Regions from separate parts of the Zea mays genome. Here region 2 is linked to region 1. Evidence: chromatin contacts called from public Hi-C data. All regions are on one chromosome and are shown on one strand. The core of a region is the stretch at or near the end of the contact, and the rest is flanking DNA. Distances in the headings are between cores, read along the strand shown. Region 1 holds the start of LOC100191267. Region 2 overlaps LOC100272614.

Region 1 (7,946 bases), core at 3,631-6,130:
TATGTGATGCATGTGAACTTGGCAAACATACTAGATCTACCTATCCTAGTGTTGGTCTTCGGAGTTGTGAACCGTTTATTCTAATACATTCAGATGTTTGGGGTCCTTGTTCAGTCACTTCTGTGAATGGTGCAAAGTGGTACGTCACTTTTATTGATTGTTACACTCGTATGACTTGGATCTATATACTTAAGCATAAAAATGAGGTGTTACAGTGCTTTCAAGACTTCCATAAACTGGTTGCAAATCAGTTTAATGCAAGGATTCAAGTTATCAGGACTGACAATGGAACAGGGTATGTGAATAATGAATTTAGATCATATCTGTCAGGTCAAGGAATTATTCACCAAACAACTTGTCCTGGAACTCCACCTCAGAATGGTGTAGCAGAGAGGAAAAATCGTCATTTGTTGGAAGTAGCAAGATCTCTCATGTTTCAGATGAATGTGCCTAAGTATCTGTCGAGTGAGGCAGTAATGACGGCCACATACCTCATCAACCGGATGCTCTCAAGAATACTTAATATGAAATCTCCTGCAGAGCTTCTATTGGGAAAGTGTGACTTTCGTGTTCCACCCAAGGTCTTTGGTTGTGTTTGTTTTGTCAAAGATCATCGACCTATGGTGAGCAAGTTGGATCCTCAAGCAGTCAAGTGCATTTTTGTGGGTTATTCATCTACTCAGAAAGGATACAAGTGTTGGGACCCTATTGGTAAGAGACTGTTAGTGAGTATGGATGTAACATTTCGTGAGGAAGACCCATACTACAGAAAGAGTTGATCCAGATCAAATCCTGGAGGACTTCTCTCCGGTCGATGGAGGAGACCTTAGAGAGGGGGAGGATGACAGTGGTCGAGGTAGTGATGAGGAGGCTAGTGGTGATGAGGCTAGTGGAGCTTCAGGAAGGGTGATTGTTGGAGGTATGATTCCACCAGAAGTGGAGAAAGGGATAACTATGCAGATATTGAGTAAAGATGAAAGTAGTGGGGATCATGGTGATCCAACTATTAATATTCTGGAGGAGACAGAGGAAGATGAGGCAGAGGATGATGAGGCAGTGATTGTTGGATCAATTCCATGTCCTACTGCAGGGAAGTTGAATGAGAAACAGGGGGAGCAACATGATTGTTCTATTGGGGTAAAGGTGAATGACAAACAGGGGAAGCAACCTATAGTATACTATCGAAAGCGGACGAAGAAGAAGGGGGAGCAATCACAACCTGGATGTGTTGAAGCTCCAGTCCCATATCTCTCTTCAGACTCCTCTCCAGACCCAGCTGGTAATGTCTCTCCAATCCCTGTTTCTCCCATTTCTGAACATGAGGAATTACCTCTTGCCCAAAGAAGGGTTCCTAGAGTAAATGCTGGGAAACCTCCTTCTCGTTATTGTTATGAACATGACATTGCTAAGTATGTCTCATACTCTAGTGTCTCTCCTGCATATAGAACTTTCATTGCATCTCTACAAACAATATCTATTCCGAAAGATTGGAGGTGTGCCAAACAGGATCCAAAGTGGAAGGATGCCATGAAGGAAGAGCTGCTTGCCCTTCAAAAGAACAAGACATGGGAACTTGTTCACCTTCCAGAAGGAAAGAAGGCGGTGGGGTGCAGGTGGGTCTTCATGGTAAAGCAGACTCCTGAAGGAAAGATTGACAGGTACAAAGCAAGACTGGTGGCGAAGGGATATAGTCAGACATATGGGATTGACTATGATGAGACCTTTGCACCCGTGGCAAAAATGGGCACGGTGAGGACCTTAATCTCATGTGCAGCCAACTTTGGTTGGCCTCTTCATCAGCTGGATGTGAAGAATGCATTTCTCCATGGTGACCTGAAGGAAGAGGTCTATATGGAAATTCCACCTGGATTTGCAAATAAACAGACTATTGGGAAAGTGTGCAGACTTAAGAAGTCGCTCTATGGCCTAAAGCAGTCACCACGTGCATGGTTTGATAGATTCAGGCGAGTTGTGTGCGATATGGGCTATTATCAATGCAATGGAGATCACACAGTCTTCTACAAACATCAGGGTTCTTGTATCACTATTCTAGCGGTTTATGTTGATGATATAGTGATCACTGGAGATGATGCAAAGGAGATCAAGAAACTAAAGGAAAGGCTAAGTAGAGCCTTTGAGGTAAAGGACCTTGGACCACTCCGATACTTCCTTGGGATTGAGATAGCTAGATCATCTCAGGAAATTATTCTCTCCCAAAGGAAGTATGTCCTCGACCTTTTGTCAGAGACAGGGATGCTTGGGTGTCGCCCATGTGGCTCACCCATTGATAGGAATCACCAAACTTGTGCTGAGTTAGGTGACCCTATAGATCGGGAAAGATATCAGAGGGTAGTTGGTCGTTTGATATACCTTTGCCATACAAGACCGGACATTGCTTATGCAGTAAGTGTGGTGAGTAGGTATATGCATGATCCTAGAACTGGGCATATGAAGATAGTTTATCAAATCCTGAGATACCTGAAGGGAACCCCTGGCAAGGGATTGTTGTTTAGACCAAATCAACATATGGATTTGGAGGGGTATTGTGATGCGGACTGGGCAAGCAGTAGGGATGATCGGAGATCCACTTCTGGATACTGTGTATTTGTGGGAGGCAATCTGGTTTCATGGAGAAGCAAGAAGCAAGCAGTGGTGTCTCGGTCCACTGCAGAGGCTGAACATAGAGCAATGGCTCTAGCAGTGTGTGAGATGATATGGTTGAAGGGTCTCTTGAAGGAGCTTCAAGTGTTGAAAAATGAGACAATGTTACTCCATTGTGACAATGTGGCAGCAATCAACATAGCAAATAATCCAGTTCAGTTTGATCGCATGAAGCATGTGGAGATTGATAAGTTCTTTATCAAAGAAAAGATTGATAGTGGGGCTTTGAAGTTGAAGTATGTCAAATCTCGTAATCAAGTAGCGGATAGTCTCACAAAAGGTTTAGGTCCTAAGGATAATGAGTTGGCATGTAACAAGATGGGAATGTTGAATATATTTAGCCCATCTTGAGGGGGAGTGTTGGTGTAATTATAAACAAGTGTAAGGGTCTCCTTGTAAAGAGGTGAAGTATAATGTGGGTGTGGAGTGCTGTATGAGGAATTGAGACATCAAATTCAACAGTATTCACTATCTGGGATTGTGTTAGATGCAAGTTTAAATGATATTGGGATGCCATAATTTTTTTCATCTCTAACTATTGCATCATGATCTAACTAAACAAGTGATAGTCAATACCACTTTGGAAAGAAACAAAACTTAATCAAGGAGTTATTTGTTTGCCTGAGTTAAATCCTCCATGTAGATCGCTGGAAATTAACTAAGAATCTTAGTGGTAAGACTGTTCTCTTTTGATCCTCATGACTGAAACGTCTGACATCATGTTGTTAGGGGGGTAATGGATCACGATCCAAATGTTTCTTCATAAAATGGTAGGGCCCTAAATAAATTTTAGTTCAAAAATGAATATAAATAAGGCCCGATCCTAATCCGATCGTTAAATCTTATAGTTTAAAATTTAGAGCTCATTGTCACCCATACATGTTGTATTGTGTAGGTGGTGTTCAAATAGTGTCAGTTTATTTTTACATCTATGCACTATGCAGAATACCTCTTTTCCGTACATATTTCAAGTTCATCTTGAAGTTCCACTTCCACGAAACGGAACCATTGGCAATGTAGCTCAATTTTACTTACAACAACAATATAACTGAATATAAACAGTTCACCTCATCATATTAAATAGTTATGTTTGATTGTATAAATAAATATTACCTGCTTCAGAATAGGGGTAGCACACTTTTCTCTTAGAGCAAAGGCATCAGCGTAGGTTATGCAGGGTACTGGTTTCAGTTCTGCATACTGCATATGGAAAATTCAGAATGAGAACATACAGCAGAAAAGAAACCGAGCAGCTTCAACCTGATAAATTACTAAATCACTATCACCCATTTGCGTTTCTAGGTGCAACCTGCATCACAAAACTTAATATCATCAAGCCACATAATTTAGAGAGGACTAATGACAGTCATAGGCACCCGTAGTGTTTGTAAGTCACAGGATCGTCCATATAGATGTTATCCAGCAATGTCACGTATGTAGGGAGAGTTCTTGACCTTTAAGGCCATGCCGATGATTGTGAGAGGAAACCCGTAGGTTAGCAGCAAAGCTGACCATTCCGAACCAGGAAGCAGGTTGAAATACGATCCGAATCCGTACCTGAGGTGCAAGAGAACATGAACATGATCCCCACGACAGAACATTCTGAATCTCTTGGTGAGGGAGAACACGAACAGCGACAAGATAGGAAAAAAATTCAGAACTCACGACAGGAGCGAGAGCCCAAGCCCCAGCCCGATCACACCGAAAGAGACCTGCAAACGACGGCGGAATCAGCATTTGATTGTTCGGAGTGACAACCGCCAAAGCGCTGCAACCATGTCCCAAGAAGCAAGAAATAGCGTAGGCTGCGCACCTTGGCGAGGGAGAACTCGTCGTCCGGGACGACAGCCTTGCCGGCCGCGGAGGCGGGCACGGTGGGCGGAGAGGACGACTCCGCCGCACGGACCGGGGCGACGGCGAGCCCTGGCCGCCGGCTCGGAAGGTATAGGGACACATGGCTTGTCCGGCGGCGAGGGGGGCCTGGCGCCGGTAGCACGGCGAGTGCTCGGACCGGGGGCGCCACGTACTGGAGAGACATCTCTCCCTCGCTCGCTTGTAGCGAGTGATTTGTTAGGGTTCCCGCTGCAAATAACTGTTCTTTTTTTCTCCTGGGAAGCTTTTGGATGTGGACGAACGGGAGGAGTGGAGGAGGAGATGGCCGTGGCTGGGGTTTTGGCGCGTGGAGGGAAGAACGAGTGGATCACCCACAACGCAACTGAGACCAGAAACCAAATCCGAGCCTCCCAAATCTCACGAGCCACCCCTTTATTTGTACGTAGAATTTATTTTCTTCGAGTGATATCTAGTTTTCTTTCCTATTTAGTTTTATCGTACTTTTTTAATTCTTAACATGCATACACTCATATATATTATATTATATGGTAAAAATTAATCAGTTTCACTCGTTCCTTAGAGCAAATTTATATGGCTTAAAATATTTAGAAGCACGACATTTAGCTCTTTTATTTTTTCTGCCAAATAGTATCAGGCTTAACAAGTGGTAAGTACTTATAAGTGTATAGTTGGTTATCAAATATGTGCCAAATACCAAATTATAGATAACTCACTCATAGATATCACCTAAATAATACTTACACTCATGCGACATTATCCTTTAAGTGGTATCTTGATCTTAAAAGTTTAAAGTCTATGGTTTGTTTGGTTCGCTGTTTGACTTGCTCCAGTTTGCCACTTTGCCACACCTAAGATTATATTTATTTGATTGGCTTAAGCGTGTGTCGTTTGTAGCCACAGACCCACAGTTGTGGCAAGATTTTTCTCCTCATGTGTAGGTCCCACTCGTTAGTGACTTGCAAAAGTGTGGTAAGATTTCCTTAGAAATATGTCAAGATATGGCAAAGAATTGGAGCACATAGGGCATGTTTGGTTTGTAGCTAATTATATCACACTTTGCCTAAGGTTAGTAGTTCGAATTGAAGAACTAACCTTAGGCAGAAAAGTTAGGCAAAGTGTGGTAGGTTAGGCAGCGAACCAAACAGGCTCATAACCTTAGGGCATGTTTGGTTCATGGCTAACTGCGCCACACTTTGTCTAAGGTTAGTCGTTCGAATTGAAAAACTAACCTTTGGCATAAAAGTTAGGCAAAGTGTGGCAAGTTAGGCAGCGAAATAAATAGGCAGTGTGGCAGAAAATGCGTGCAATTTTTGGCACCTTAGGTTTACAACCAAACAACCCCTATGTTTCCTACGAGTATTCAAAAGTTATATGCATACTTTTACGTGAAGGTCACTATTGGTGGTCGTTATTTCTCGATATCAACCGCCAATAACTCTATGAATAAATGGGGTATGAGCATAATTCTACGCATTATGCACATTAAACTAATATATTCTATGAGTTTTGTTGTTTTAAGTATTTTGCAAGGAGAAGATTAAAATTCTACAAAATATACATCAAATGGAGCAGAGGAGATCAACAAAATGGCCAAGTCCTATAGTTATGGCCGTTCAGACCCACCTTGGCCACTCGGTCCCACACCGGCCAGCCGATCGACCACTTAGAAGCCAGCCATCCTTATCCTTTGATGAATGTGTTGGGGGTCTCCTTCTCTACCGAAGGTCCTCAGGACGGAGAAATTACCTATAAGCAACGAGACTAAATGATGAAGCTACAACAAGCACGCGTGAAGCGCCGAAGGATGGCAACTTCGGCTCAAGGTGGTTACGAAGGTCAAACACGATGTTGAGCCAAAGAGGAAAAGACTCTTTAGTCCCTGATGTTTGTATTAGGATTATGTATATATGTCAGGGTCATAAATGTATTTTTGCTCGGGCTGCATCCCATGCCTATAAATAGATGAACAGTACTCTCGTACTGTTCATGCTGAATGGGGATTGTACTCTCACTTTCACCTTCGAGCAAGCCGAAGGTACAAATGTAATATATATATCATGTATTACTTTATCAACATATGATATAAACTTCAATGTTATTTAATGCTTGATATGATATAAACAATTATTATAATGTTACATTTGAGGAGGCATTTTCATATTTGTGAATGATGATGATTTGTTCTTCATGATCTTCGTTCGAGAATCATCAAACCAGAATGGATTTGATGTTTCGAAGGACGAAGGTCCTTTTTCATATAACATTTGTGTTGCCTTGTTTTATGATTCAGTAATCATAGACAAGAGACCAACATTGGCGTCCACCTCCGGTGAACTCACTTCCACAACCACGACAATGGCTCCGCAAGGTGATCAAGCTGTGTCACCTTCGTCAACGAAGCTAGTGCTCCCAATCACAGGTGGTTCAAGCTTCGAGCCAGCCAATAAGAAGCAAAAGAATGAAGCATAGAGAAGAGTACAACGTGTTGGAGTGCAAGGACCCTTCATCAAGTTGCAAATGGTCCCATGTGTCGATTACATTTTCTCAAGAAGACCTTCAGCTTAAGGATTACCCTCACAATGATGCCATGGTCATATCATGTGTCATTAAAGGGTTCTTGGTTCATAATGTCCTTGTAGACACGGGTAGTGCAGCAGACATTATTTTTGCAAAAGCCTTCAGACAGATGCAAGAGCAGGATGACAAAATACATGATGTAAACACACCCCCTGTGTGGCTTCAGAGGAAGACAGATAGTGGCACTTGGAAAAATAACAATGTCATTCACCTTCAGCTATGTGCATAACACCAGAACAGAGCAAGTTGTATTTGACATTGTAGACATGGATTATCCTTACAATGCAATCATTGGGCGAGGGACATTGAAGGCCTTTGAAGCAATACTTCATCTAACATATTTATGTATGAAGATACCATCAGACCAGGGCCCTATTGTTGTGCATGGAAGCCAAGAGGCTGCTAGAAGGTCCGAAGTGAATTGGACGGATTCCAGGGCCATTCACAATATAGACGAAGCCGAAGCTCACCAACAGTATAAATACATAAGAGATAAAGCTGCTTCGGTGGATCAACCAAAGTCTATGCTTTTGTGTGAAGACATAGCTGAACAGAAAGTGTTGTTTGGATCCCAGTTATCTGAGGAACAAGAAAAGGTTTTGTTAAAGTTTATGTTCAATAACAAGGATGTCTTTGCTTGGTCAGTCAATGATCTTTGTGGTGTCAACAGAGATATCATCGACCATATGTCTTCGACTGAAGAGTTCTATGATCAACAAGTAGGCTTCTGGATGGTCTAGTGGTGGATTTGTGTCAAACATTTATGGCTATGTAACAATACTCTTTTGCTATTAATAAAGTATTGTGCTTCAATATAATCCACTGCATGATGTCTCTATGCATGTGGTTGTCGA
Region 2 (7,946 bases), core at 2,660-5,159, 160 kb after region 1:
CGAAGACGACCCGTAGCACACGTTTGAGCAAGGCAAGTGGATTCTCCCTTTGCATTTCTATTTTACCCAAATAGTACATATAATAATGTTTACTTTTTTAATATTTGCATAATTTGATGGGATTTGCCTAAATAGGATTCCTAGGAATACCAACCCTATTCCTTGATTACCTTGGGATAAATACTATGCTTAGCAATTTGTGCTACTGCTCAACTTGATAATTATAATGTCACTCTTTAATGATACTATTGTTCCAGAAATGAAATTTGTATTATGATGTTAACCCGATGCTTAACAAGATCATTCCATATTAAATGGAACATGGAGTGACCAGCGAGGATAACAGTGCAACCACGAGTGTTATCATGGCTCTGGCTTGGTAATTAGCTCTATAGACTTAGTGCTTAGCATCCCTACCTGAAAGATGGGCAAGAGGGGGCGGCAGTAGTTTGGTGGCAGCTCATGTTAACATGGAGTGATAGTCTTGGCTAAGTTACCTCGCAGAGAGGGCCATCAATACTAACGTGGAAACCTTAGCGGGTGCCTTTATACTAAGGATATTTTGTGAAAGCCTCATAATGGATCCCTAGCCATTCACCTCGGCAGTGTTTACGGGTCCATACAACCTAGGCTAGATGGGATACATGTCTTGTGGGTAAAGTTGTACCACCTCTGCGGAGTGTAAAACTGATATGTCAGGCGTGCTCACAGTTAAGAGCAACCTGGACCCTCACATGATAACTGAACTTAAAGATGAAAATAAATCGTGAATCGATGATTTATAAATGGTGTGCTTAAGTGGTTTCACTTAAGTGTTTTTGAGATATAATCATGTACTTATGTTTAATTGGGAATTTTGGGATACACTTACAACTAGTAAGTCAGATGTTGTGAATAAAATATTGACCAACTAAAATGCTTACCGTTTATCCATAGCCTACCTTATTAAACATGCATTACTCCTCCCACTTGCTGAGTCCCGACCATAAGTGATGAGGAAGACTGTGACGATGGTGATGACGAGTACCGAGTCTAACGATGCGTCAGTCATCTTCCTGTGGAAGACCGTCCATGTTATATTCGTTATACTTTGATGATGATACTATTTAAGACACTTATATCTAGATGATGTAATAAAGTTATTATACTCTCTTTACGCCTTTATTGCATTAACTTTTAATATATTACACTTGTGACGTCAACGTATGTGTGGAAAATGGATCCTGGCTCACATATGTTATGCATTCGGTTTTACCCCTGGATGATGTAATAAAGTTATTATACTCTCTTTATGCCTTTATTGCATTAACTTTTGATATATTACACTTGTGACGTTAATATATGTGTGGAAAATGGATCCTAGATCACATATGCTATGCATTCGATTTTACCCCTAAAATCAGGCGTGACATCACCCATTAAAACATGTCTAGCCAACTTAACAAGATCACTCATTTGTGCTTAAAATATAAGGTCACATGCTACTAGCCCATGGAGATATTCACCCCTACCTAGCTTAAGGAATGCTCTTACCAAATCATATACTCAAGCAAGTATCACATCACAAGTTTTATTGAAATTTTAGCCTAGTGAATGCATCCTAGGTGTAACAAGCAAGGCAATGCCAGTGCATATGATGACATGTCAAAGTTTTATGTCTCATAACACTAGAGGTGTTACACATAAGACCTTTACACCATACAAGGGAAAACATTATAAAAACATGTGATACAAAATAGAGCTCACGTTCACGTGAGAAAAAGAAACGCAACAGTCAGAGCTACGGTCGAGAAGTTATAGCGTTTACGTTAAACAATTATTAATTAGAACATTTAATTCAACATAATTATATTAATTGACATTTATCAAATATAAATTCAAATTACTACTTAGTTTTGACTAACTTACTATTTTAATAGTGGATGACTAAACAAACAGTTAATTAACTAACATGAGTGATTATAAGCGAATGGTTTAATATCGCGCGGGAACAACGCGCGGCAATGCGCGTGACAAATGAAAACAACGTGCAGAACACACGCAGAAGTGTGTGCGACACGCATGAACGACGCATGCGAATAGCAGGCACAAACGTGACAGTGCGTGAACGATGGGCGAACAACGCGACGATGCACGCGTGTCACGCGAGAATCACCAAATAGATGTTGTGTTTATACTAAATAAGTATTAAATCAAAATATTTATGTTAACATTAGTCATTTTAACATGTATTATAAAACGTATTAAAACCATAAATTTGTTTTAATTAGAAAAATAACTTATTAAACATTGGGTAAAGAAATAATTACTTATAATTAAAACATGTGACATGATGAAGCAATTTTATTAACGCGTAGGTAACATTAGTATGAAGCTAACATAATTTGAACGGTACTAAACAGATTTACGACACAAAATATACTGAATAATAGCGTTTCAAAGATCTAAGTGATATGGCGTGATTCTATTGGCCGAAAATTGGCCACACCGAGACCTACATGAAACTCAACCACAAAAGATTGGAGGGAGGTGGGATCTAGTGTGCCTTAACTCCTTCCTCCTAGGGGTGAAAACGGGTCGGGTATACCCGTCGGGTACCGGATACGGATAGTGCAAATACTCATTTTTTCGGATACGGATTCGGGTTGTTTTATATTCGGGACGGATACGGGAAATACCCGCATACTGTAGCTTCGGATTCGGGTCGGATATGAAGCGAGGACTACCCGGATATTCGGGTCGGATACGGGTACCCGGTTTTTCTTTTTCCTGCATAATATAGTTATAAATTCATAACTTTTACATATAAAATCGGATGAAGATAAAGTTTATATGAAAATTGTAGAGCTTGAAGAGATCTATAACTTTGTAGTACATTATTTTTTTGTTTAAACATATCTTTAGGCCAAAATTATTGAAATAATGTCCAAATTTATATCAAACTAATGGACTTTATCATTTTTATGTGGGGGCTTAAGGTTATCTCCATGTGGAAACTTAAGGTTATTTTTTATAGAATATTTATTAGTATTGGTAACTTATTTGTAGTTTTCAGTCGATGCTACAATATTTTAAGGATTTAATTGAATTTTGATGATTTTCTATGAAAAGAAATTAATAATACATAAATAGCCTCAAAAAATCGTGAAATTTTACGGAGGCACATATGTCCATATATAACCATAAAAAGTGTTTGAATTATAAGATCTATAAGATGACCGCGTTTCTTCTATTTCACTTTCACTTATTTGTATGAGTTACATGTGAAATCATTATAAGTATCCAAGTTTCAATATAATCAGTACTTTACTTTATCATTTTTATATGAGGACTTGATTTATCTTCGCATAAAATGTTTATTAGTTTTTTTAACTTATTTGCAATTTTTGAGTGAAACTAGAATATTTTATGAATTTTAAATATTGTGGTGTTGGTTTTTACAATGTCTTTGTGATTAGTAACTTTGAACTACATGATGTCAATTTTATTGGTTTCCTTTCTTACATTTGATCTATCATATATATGATTATGTATTGCTTAATTTATGTGTTTGTTGGATGGTTGGACAATTAATATCATCGGACGAACTATCCGACAATTATCCGGTACCTACCTTAGTAGTATCCGTTATCTGTTTCTTACCGGTCCGGATTATTACCCGGTCTCGTCATGTATCCGTCCTGAATCTTAACTAGCCACATCTGGTCCCGTATCCGAGAGAAATAAATTAACGTAGGATACGAAATGATTCTATATTCGTCTTTATCCGTCTCGTTTTCAATGGGTGTGGGTGGTTCTGGCTTTGGAGGCGTGGGCGCGTGCATCGTGGGGAGTAGTTTACATGGGAAGGGGAAGAAGCTGAAGAGGTGGGCCCGCTATTCAGTGGGCGGGCGATGCTGTTGGGCGGCTCGCGGCGCGTAAAGCGAGCGAGGCGAGCTGGGCCACGGCTGGACCACGGGGAGAGCGCGCTAGGCCGGCGTGAGGGGGAGAGCGGGCTGCGGCTGGCGTTGGCCCACACGAGCCAAGCAGCCTGGCGGGGCAGGTCGGGTGGTTGGGGGGTTTCTTCATCTTTTTCTTTCTTCTTTTATTTATTTTCTTCAACCTTTTTCTTCTATTTTCTTTTGAATTCAAATGCAAGCGCAAATTTTTAGACTTTGTGAATGCGCAACCAGAATAAATCAGCATACAAAAAGAAACGATTCTCCAGCATGTTGTGCAACAATTATGACCCTTTTTTAGGGTTTGATTTTATTGCATCTGACACTAATATATAAAGCAAAATACTTGTCCATGGTTTAGAAAAAGAAAATAAAGGAAAAGGAAAGTAAGGGATTACACTTAAATTTGGTGGATATCAGCAAATAAATTTTATACCCCAAATTGAGGGTGTTAGAGGATCCTTGGTTGAAAGTGATGTTTCTGTATATCTTTATAAGGTTGAGGAAGATTGGTTTGGGGTTCCGATGCAAGGTGGACTATATGAGGTCTGTAATTACTTTTTGTTATGCTTTATCATTACTTGGATGAATCATGTATGTATTGCTGGCAAGCAACTTCAGCTCATATTTGATGGGTGATCTGGAAACACCATAGGAATTCTAATTCGCATTGGATTCTATTTAATTGTTTGGTTTTTGTTCCCTTCACACAAACATGATTTTTGTTTGCATAAATCGCCATATAATTCCTCATTTGATTAAACTGCAGGATTTGGGAAGAACCACCTAAGTGGGCAATTGACAAATATGTTTTCACAACTTCCAAAGCTCTCAACATTGTAAGTCAATGTTGAGAGCTTTGGAATCTATAACTGGAATTTATTTTCTATAGTACCTGCTAGAATGTTATTTTAGTAAGATTGTCATATACGACTAACCTCAATTGTTTCATCTGGGATCTCTCCTTCAACCGCTTGTTGGGCAACCTGCCCCTGAGTTTTTAGCACCAAAAAGACTTCAAGACACTTTGAGGGAATTGAAATTACCGTGCCATGTCCGCGCTCCTAGGACAGTTTTCCGTATGCACGGACATGGTAATTTATGTTGTTTATTCTCATGTAATTCCTATGGACTAACATTTTATCAAATAATTTAAGTGACATCACAACGCGCGGACATTATAACCTTATGGGTGTGCAACCGTGACCTGCAACATCCGTTCATTTCATATAGACTACAGGTGAAGACCGCATGCTCTTTTTGCTAAGACTCCATTTAGGAAGGATTCGGCTCCTATAGAAACAGCTCTGGCTCCTTCAAAGGAGTAGCTCTTCTGCAGAAGCCGGCCGGTGCCTTTGACAAATCGTTTGGCAAAACGGCTCCTCGCGTTTTTTTTATTCGGTGTTGAGACAAAAAAATGATGGAATCTGAACACTGTCAACTTCAAGCAAAACATCAACGCAAAACAAGATATGGCATCAGCGTGTGAAACATCTACCATTGTCATTACAATGTTTAGCAAAACTGCTATCTACTAACTGAAACTTGCTACTTGATACAAGAAGCTAACTGGTAATTGAAACTTCCTTACCAAATCACTAGCAAACGAACCTGCTTCCTTATGACTGCTTCCTTACGACAGCTTAACACAAACTTCCTTATGAGATCACTTGTCAAATTGCTTCAGCTCGACACTAACTGAAATGTGACCAATACCCTTGTTTGTACCATATTGCTAGATATAAACATATGAGTGCGGCAGATGTATTCAGCAATTCGCCTTTAAATTTGTCTTGGCGTAGAGATCTAATAGGAAATAAATTAGTAGTGTGGAATGATCTATCTCCACGGCTTGCTAATATAGTTCTATCGAATGATCAGGATGGATTTCGACGGAATCTATCACCTGATGGGCAATTCTCAGTGAAGTTACATTACCTTGGCTTAATTTACCTAGATGTACCCAACCTTAACAAAAATTTATGGAAACTAAAGGCCCCTATAAAAATAAAAATATTTCTTTGGTTTTTACGAAAAGGTGTAATATTAACAAAGGATAATATGGCGAAGCGAAATTGGAATGGCAGCGTGAAGTATAGCTTTTGTCACAAAAATGAGACAATTAAGCATCTCTTCTTTGAGTGCCAGGTAGAGCGAGTAATCTGGCATATAGTCCAAATAGTCACAAATTTTTACCCTCCCTCTAGTGTCGCGAATATGTTTGGTTCATGGCAAGGGGGGATTAGTAAAGATTCAAAATTGCTAGCGCTATTGGGGGCAGCAGCAATTTGTTGGGCTATTTGGCGACATAGAAATGACATTGTATTTCAACGTAAAAATGTGACAAATTCTTTGCAGGTTCTTCATTTGGCTATCCACTGGCTCCGTTCCTGGGCTGTGGTACAGAAGTCTATCTTACAGGAGTTGGTTTTGACTACCTGTCAACGTTTGGAGCAAGTGGTCAAGGAGTTTTTTTTACTTAGGCTCATGGGTGGCGATCTAGTCTTAGGATTGATTATTACTAGAGTGTTTGGGATCTAGTCTTAGGATTGATTATTACTAGAGTGTTTGGGTTGTTGATTTTTTGTTTAGACCGTGTGCATCTTGCGCGATGCAGAAGTCGGATTTTTGTTTTCAGGAGAGTTGTGACTTTTGATTATCTTGAAGCAATAAAACTTCCCTTATCCAAAAAAAATCAAATCAGCATCATAAGATACAAGTAACAGGATTTTTTTTTGCTTCCTTATGACACCATCAGCATATGGCAGCGCGGCATTGTGACATGGCGACGGCTCAGGATGATATGCTGTTCGGGGAGAGATTGCGCTGCGGCGATGGGGAGAGACAGCATGGAGAGAGATGGCTGGTCGGGAAGAGACACAGCGTGAACCTACGCACGTGGAGCCGTGCAGAACCAAAATTTTAGGGGGCGTTTGGTTGCCTTCTCCGGTGGTGCAGCTGCATCTACACATGCAAAAAGTAGTGTTTGTTTGGTTCGTTGTATCGCACGAGACAGGCTAGCACGGAACTTAAAGCGCCGCGAGCCAGGCCCGGCAGAAACGCATCGCGCGGCCGCACGCGCGCGGCCAGGCTCCGCTCAGCCAGCTCTTTACTCGTGCACGCATATCGAGACACGTTTTTAATTGGTTTTTTCATTATATCGTCTAATTAAAAGATTTAATCACCGAACCGATTTCATATCCGCGTTCCTGACATTTTTGCGAACGAAACTAGACCACTCATACTATATATATTTCAAATAAAAAAATTACGTGATTAAGATTAATATATAATTAGTGTATATTAACATGTAATTAGTATCTATTAAGCAATTTACCATATAATTAGTGTCTATTAATAGATTTTTTAAATTTTTTTAACTCATGCACCATGTACTCATGCAAGCAACCAAACATCTCTTGTGAACCAGACTGGCCACATACACACAACCAAACACGCTATACTGCATGCACTCAGCCAGTCCAGTCTGAGCCAGGCTCACTAGATACGAGCCAGGCTCACCCATACAAGTAACCAAACGCCCCCTTAGGCTCCGGCTTCCAGCCGTATATGAGCTCCTGCTCAGAAGCTGTTCTGGGACATGGCCTTTGGTAGGGATCCGACAAAGAGCCAGAGCTGCTGAAGCCGCCCGAGAGACGGCCCCTAAGTTTTAAGTGCGTGGAACAGGACTTTAAAACTGGATCCTACAGCTGGGCAGTTTACATCAAGCGAATTACTTATCTAGTCCACTTAGGCATTACATTAGATATTAATAAAGGTCAGTCTAGATGTACCGAAATAGACCAAGATAACCTTGATTTTCACAGATGTGCTACGGGAGGATGGGTGAACGATTGCACCGTGCACATGTCAGACGAAATTCCTCTGATTTTCCAGTGTGCCCTTGATCAGGTCATGCATCTGCGTCGAGCTAGCAATGCTTCTCAACGTGATTTGCGCTTGAATTGTTCAGGTGGCCTCTGGGAGAACACGTGGCTGTCGGCAACA

Evidence for each region. Hi-C and Micro-C count contacts between places; a contact is called where the count stands out from the background.
Region 2: a contact with region 1 is called in a Hi-C map of endosperm, with 2.3 times the contacts expected there. The contact joins the enhancer-like site here to the promoter of LOC100191267 in region 1. A contact is called at or near these places in 4 of 25 Hi-C or Micro-C datasets (ear, endosperm, leaf and 1 more).

The regions. Positions count from the first base shown.
Region 1 is chr1:226,335,665-226,343,610 of Zm-B73-REFERENCE-NAM-5.0, forward strand. It overlaps LOC100191267, which reads right to left and starts at 4,881. Exons shown (of 9, transcript NM_001136701.1): 1 at 4,475-4,881; 2 at 4,327-4,373; 3 at 4,116-4,218; 4 at 3,775-3,861. The coding sequence starts at 4,699.
Region 2 is chr1:226,499,447-226,507,392 of Zm-B73-REFERENCE-NAM-5.0, forward strand. LOC100272614 reads right to left here. Exons shown (of 6, transcript NM_001147077.1): 6 at 7,380-7,946. The coding sequence ends at 7,883. Among protein-coding and RNA genes, the nearest start is that of LOC100272614, 13 kb to the right of the region's middle. Within about 2 kb of position 3,910, at least 17 of the 20 cell types and tissues checked have an H3K27ac peak or open chromatin away from gene starts, as enhancers often do. A contact at or near this core is called in ear, endosperm, leaf and 1 more, where this site is marked.